Linked DNA regions of Hordeum vulgare: region 2 is linked to region 1. A link is a contact called in public Hi-C data. All regions are on one chromosome and are shown on one strand. The core of a region is the stretch at or near the end of the contact, and the rest is flanking DNA. Distances in the headings are between cores, read along the strand shown. Region 1 holds the start of LOC123409988 (lysine-specific histone demethylase 1 homolog 2). Region 2 holds the start of LOC123409722 (external alternative NAD(P)H-ubiquinone oxidoreductase B2, mitochondrial-like).

Region 1 (2,700 bases), core at 187-2,686:
TATGTGTGTGGGGGCAACCAGGAGCTATGGATGACACTAGTGTGTTATACAATGCAATAAGTGTTGATGAAAGGTTCTTCCCACACCCTCCAAAAGGTAACATTTTAGCATATGATCATACAATTCACTAATTGTTTAAATATCAAATGTTTGTACAAGAAATAGATGATATCATTTCCTTCTTTTATAGGCAAATATTATGTTGTTGATGCGGGATATCCCAATCGTCCGGGATACCTAGCTCCTTATAAGGGTGAGAAGTATCATATGCCAGAATGGCGTAGAGGTATGGAGCCAAAAACTCCAACGGAAAAATTCAACCGAGTCCATTCATCTATCCGCAATGTCATTGAGCGATCATTTGGAGTGCTAAAAATGAAGTGGCAGATTTTGTATATGATGCGACCGTACCCGATGTTCAAGCAAAAAATGATCGTTGTTGCTACTATGGTCCTTCACAACTTTATTCGTGAGCATAACAGCGAAGACTTGGACTTTTCTCGGTTCGACCGTGATCCTCATTATGTGCCTACAATACCGAACAGGTATAACAAATTTGTTGCTGCCTCTGATAGATCTACAACGGAACCGGATGCTCCGACTATGGATACATTCCGTAATGAGTTAGCCACCGCTATTGCCGATGGTTGGAACTAGATTTCTACTGTTCAAGATGGTTCGGGTTTTATTTGCATTTTTTTTTCTTCGAGGGAGTAGAACAATTGTATCGTTGGACATTCATGTTGATCTTTTTAATTATGTATCGCAATAGTTCACATCATTTTACAATAGTTCACTTAAATCTTATGCCATCTTTTTATAGTTGCCATTTATAGTTCACTTAAATTTTATGATAGATCTACAAGACTTTAAAAAATATCTCAAGGCGCATAAATATTGGGCCGTCAAAACATTACGCATAAAAAATAAGGGCAGAATAAACTATTTCCATCAAATACTACTGTTTTTAAAGTTGGAGCTAGCTGCAAGCCAAACAGTATAAAACTGCTTCAAGGTAGAGCTACAACTCCTTGATGAAACTGCTCTAAAATAAAGTTGATGGAGTGAAGCTGAATTTTTTGAAGTGGAGTAGTCTCAAACAGGCCCTTAACGTACACCGATGACACGCTGCCGCTTCCGTGTTCCGTCTTTTTCTCTTCCCACGTCAGGACTCCATTCTCGTATAACCGAACGGTGGGGACACATGACATGAAGGCAACTTTACAGGAAAGTCAACCTCCTTTTACTCACCTCACAGAATATGAACCACCCTTAAACTGACAGCAGGCCGCCGGCCCACGTCATCCTCCTCTTTCGGCTTAAGCCCGCACGCGCACCTTGGCCCTCTTGGGTTATTGCGACGGCTGGGCCTGCCTGTCAGTGAAACGCAATAAAGTCATTTTCCCCCAATTCCCACCCACCTTCTCCCCCGAAAGCCCAAACTGGCGGAGCCGAGCAATCCCAAACCCCAACCCCCCACACGACCCTTCCCGGCGATGTCGCCGTCGCCGCCGCCGCCGCCGCCGCCGGGCCGCCCGCGCCGTGCGGCGTCGGCGCGTCCGGGTTCGTACGACGAGTCGCTGGTCGACACCGAGCTGCAGGCTTACCTTGGGAACTCCCCGTCGCGGCGCATCCGGCGCCTGCGCCGCCTCTCCCCGGAGGAGCGCCAGCGCGAGACGGAGACAGAGGCGCTCATTGCGCTCTCCCTGGGCTTCCCCATCGACGCCCTACTCCCCGCCGAGGAGGCCATCCTCGCGGACCCCGACGCCGCCGCCCCCAACGACTACATCGTCGTCCGCAACCACATCCTCGCCTCCTGGCGCGCCGACCCGCGGGTGCCGCTCCCCCGCGCGCGTGTGCTCGAGACCGTGGCCTCGAGCTACGACCACCTAGTCGCCGCCGCGCACGGCTTCCTCACCCGAGAGGGCCACATCAACTTCGGTGTCTCGGCTACCTTCCCCGCATCCCCTCCCGCCGACGCGCTCCATGTCCCAGCCGCTTCGGTCCTCGTCATCGGTGCTGGCCTCGCCGGGCTCGCTGCCGCGCGGCAGCTTCTTCGATTCGGCCTCCGCGTGCTCGTCCTGGAGGGCCGCGCCCGCCCTGGCGGCCGCGTTTACACCTCCCGCCTAGGCGGGGGGCAGGCCGCCGTTGAGCTTGGCGGGAGCGTCATCACTGGCATCCACGCCAACCCGCTAGGCGTGCTCGCCCGCCAGCTCGGGATTCCTCTCCACAAGGTGCGTGACCGCTGCCCACTGTACCACACTGACGGCCGGACCGTGGGCACCAGACTAGATAGAAGTATCGATTTGGTGTTCAATACGCTTCTTGACCACGCCACTAGGCTGCGGGAGTCTCTCAAGGAAGCCGCAGAGGGGATCTCGCTAGGGGAAGCGATCGAAAGGCTGAGAAGGTTGTACAATGCGGCCAAAAGCGAGGAAGAGAGGGAGGTTCTGGACTGGCATCTGGCAAACCTTGAGTTCTCCAATGCTGGTTGCTTATCGGAGCTCTCTCTGGCGTACTGGGACCAGGACGACCAGTTTGAGATGGGTGGAGATCATTGCTTCTTGGCTGGAGGGAATTCGAGGCTCGTACACGCGTTATGTGATGGTGTACCAGTGTTGTATGAGAAGACGGTGAAGCGTATTGAACATGGAGTAGATGGCGTGAGCATCACGGTGGAAGGAGGGCAGGTTTTTCAGG
Region 2 (2,700 bases), core at 71-2,570, 350 kb after region 1:
ATCTTAAAAGTTCACATATTATACATCTTAAAAGTTCACATATTCAAGTTACATTCCATACGAGCAGTACCCGTTCTTGGTGACGACGTCGCGGGTGAACTTGACCTGCTTCTTGCTGCCCCGGCAGAGCTCCTCCAGCTTGCACTCGAGGGTGCGCTCCAGCGGCAGCGCCTTGCGCATGATGGAGCTGAAGAACTCGGCGAAGGCGCGGCGCCCGCCCGTGTTGCCGGAGCTGTAGACCTTGGTGAACTCCCTGGCCGGCGTGGCGGGCGCGCTCCTCATGGAGAAGTCGTCGCTGCGCGTCCTCGCCATGCGCGCGCCGCCGCCGCCTCCGGAGCCGAACGTCCCGAACATCTCGCTGGCCCGGTCGTCGTTGCACACCCCGAACACCGCCCTGTTCTCCTGCTGGTCTAGGAGCGCCTGCACAACCAAAGGAAGCCCACGCCGACGCGCGCGAGCACAGCGAATCAAGAACGCGATTCCCACGGCGGCGACGCGCGCACGCAGGGAGGTGCCCGGGGAAGAGGCGGCGGGGCACTCACCTCGTAGGCCTCGGTGATGGCCTTGAAGCGCGCCTCGGCCTCGGGCTTGGAGGCCGGCGGGTGCTTGTCGGGGTGCCATTTCCTGGCGAGGCCCTTGTACGCGGCGCGGAGCCCCTGCAACGAGGTGCCCCTGGGGACGTCGAGGATCCGGTGGTAGAGCTCCGACGGGTTCACCATTGGAGTTGGAGGGGGACGGCGCCGCAGGAGATTCGGTCGCGGGGGGACGGGAGCGGCTCGCCGGGGCGGGGGCGGGGACGGGAGCGGCTCGCCGGGGCGGGGGCGGGGGCGGGGACGGGAGCGCGGCGCGGCGCGAGGACGAGAGCGGCGCGTAGGACGAGAGCGATGCGTCGGGAGGGAACCCTATCCTCCAGGCGAGAGCGATGCACGCGCGGGTCGCTGCACGCGCGGGTGCAGGCTCGCGGAAACGGCCCGAACTTGCGTTTCCCCGCAGCCTGGCCCGGAGGCGTTTTTTGCATCTGTCGGGCCAGGTCCAACTACACATACAGCATACCAAACAATCTATATTTTGCATGATGGATGCGAGCCAGATGCAATACAAACGAACCAAACACGCCCAAAGTGATTGAGAGGAAGGAGGGAGGGAGCGAAGGGGCGTTGGGCGAGGCCGCTTTAGCACGCCAACCACGTGTGTCTACCACAGGTCCGGAACTGACGACCCATGTTCCCTCCGCCCGTCCGGGCCCGCCCAGCAGTCACACCAACCCCTCGCCGCACCGGCACCAACACGGCGCCAACCACGGCAAGAAAAAAGTGCAGACGCGTACTAGCAGCATATAAACAGTTCACGGGCGAGGCGAGCGAGCGAGGTGGCCATTTCTTTTTCTTCTTCTACTCCTGCTGCCGCCGCCGCCAGTACGTTCCAGGATCACCGGAGCCCCGGAGGAAGAGCAAAGCGTACCGGAGGGAGGAAGATGAGGTGGACGGCGTTCGCGTGGGAGAGCGCGTCCCGGGCCTTCAACAACCGCCCCACCTTCACCGGCCTCGTCGTCGTCCTCGCCGCAAGGTACCTCCCCCCTTCCTTCCCCTTTCTCCGCCCACTAATTTCCATTTCCCTCGTCTTGGCCCCGGGGCTTGGGAATTTCGATCGGATCTGCTGCTACTGCATACCTCGTGTGGCCTCTAGGCTGCAGCAGCATTTTCGCGAATGTCGGGCACGAATTTTTGGAGCCTCCTGTCATTTTTTCTCGGAGAAGTACTCGGTGGCTTCGTCGTTTCGTTTGTGGATCCCTTCCGGGATAGAAATGTTCGGTAGTTGCTGCGGTTTCTCATCCTCCGAGCCGCTCAAACTGTTGTCTCAGTTCGAGATCACCTCGCGTATCAACGGGAGTAAATCGATTCTCCATCAGAGGGTAGCTCTGTTTTTTAACCAGATTTCGGAATGCTAGTACAAATCAAGGGAAAAATATAAGAATATACTCCCTCCGTCGGGAAATACTTGTCCTAGAAATGGATATAATGGATGTATCTATAACTAAAATAAGTCTAGATACAGACAAGTATTTTCGGACGGAGGGAGTAGTTATTTCTTTTATCCTGATGAAATGGGAAGAAAATTACCCGCAAAAATAAAACAAATGGAAAGAAAATAGTTGGTTAAACTAAACTAATCCTTCTTGCCACCTGTTTCGACCGGGCCCTCGTTTTCCAGCTACTTCTCGAATCTGATGTGTCCCCCACGTCACGGTGGACCTCGTATACTTGCTGAATATTCTGCCATGGTCCATGAGACCAACAAGAAGAAAAATTGCCCTTGATTTCTTCGTCCTGGTTTCAGTATTTTTCTAATGCCACTTATGCCTATTTTCTATAAAACAATACTTCTACTTGGAATATTTAAGAGCGGGGTCGTGAATACATTATGATTTGGTGCCATGTGATGATTGCCATTTTATGTGTGCTATTGGACTGTTAGGCAAATGCTGGACTTCTGAATAATGGAGTGCATTTCTTTAGTTCCTTGATTTTCTTGGTTAATGATTCGGCTGCAACATGCTTTTTATTTGTTTCTCTGCAATGTCTAAATGAATTTTATATGTAACCCCTGTTCCAAAATAACTGTCTTAACTTTGTACTAGCTCTAGTACAAAATTGTATTAAGCTTAAGACACTTATTTTGGGACGGAGAGAGTATGCCGTA

Evidence for each region. A called contact is a pair of places that touch in the nucleus more often than the background predicts.
Region 2: a Hi-C map of leaf shows a contact between it and region 1, with 5 times the contacts expected there. The contact joins the promoter of LOC123409722 here to the promoter of LOC123409988 in region 1. A contact is called at or near these places in 4 of 6 Hi-C or Micro-C datasets (leaf and seedling) and 1 of 1 datasets of contacts at active chromatin or transcription factors (embryo).

What each region holds. Positions count from the first base shown.
Region 1 is chr7H:399,418,402-399,421,101 of MorexV3_pseudomolecules_assembly, forward strand. It overlaps LOC123409988 (lysine-specific histone demethylase 1 homolog 2), which reads left to right and starts at 1,437. Exons shown (of 2, transcript XM_045102859.1): 1 at 1,437-2,700. The coding sequence starts at 1,497.
Region 2 is chr7H:399,771,684-399,774,383 of MorexV3_pseudomolecules_assembly, forward strand. It overlaps LOC123409722 (external alternative NAD(P)H-ubiquinone oxidoreductase B2, mitochondrial-like), which reads left to right and starts at 1,321. Exons shown (of 10, transcript XM_045102582.1): 1 at 1,321-1,566. The coding sequence starts at 1,475. LOC123408964 (dnaJ homolog subfamily B member 3-like) reads right to left here and starts at 719. Exons shown (of 2, transcript XM_045101982.1): 1 at 543-719; 2 at 49-420. The coding sequence starts at 719. The coding sequence ends at 49.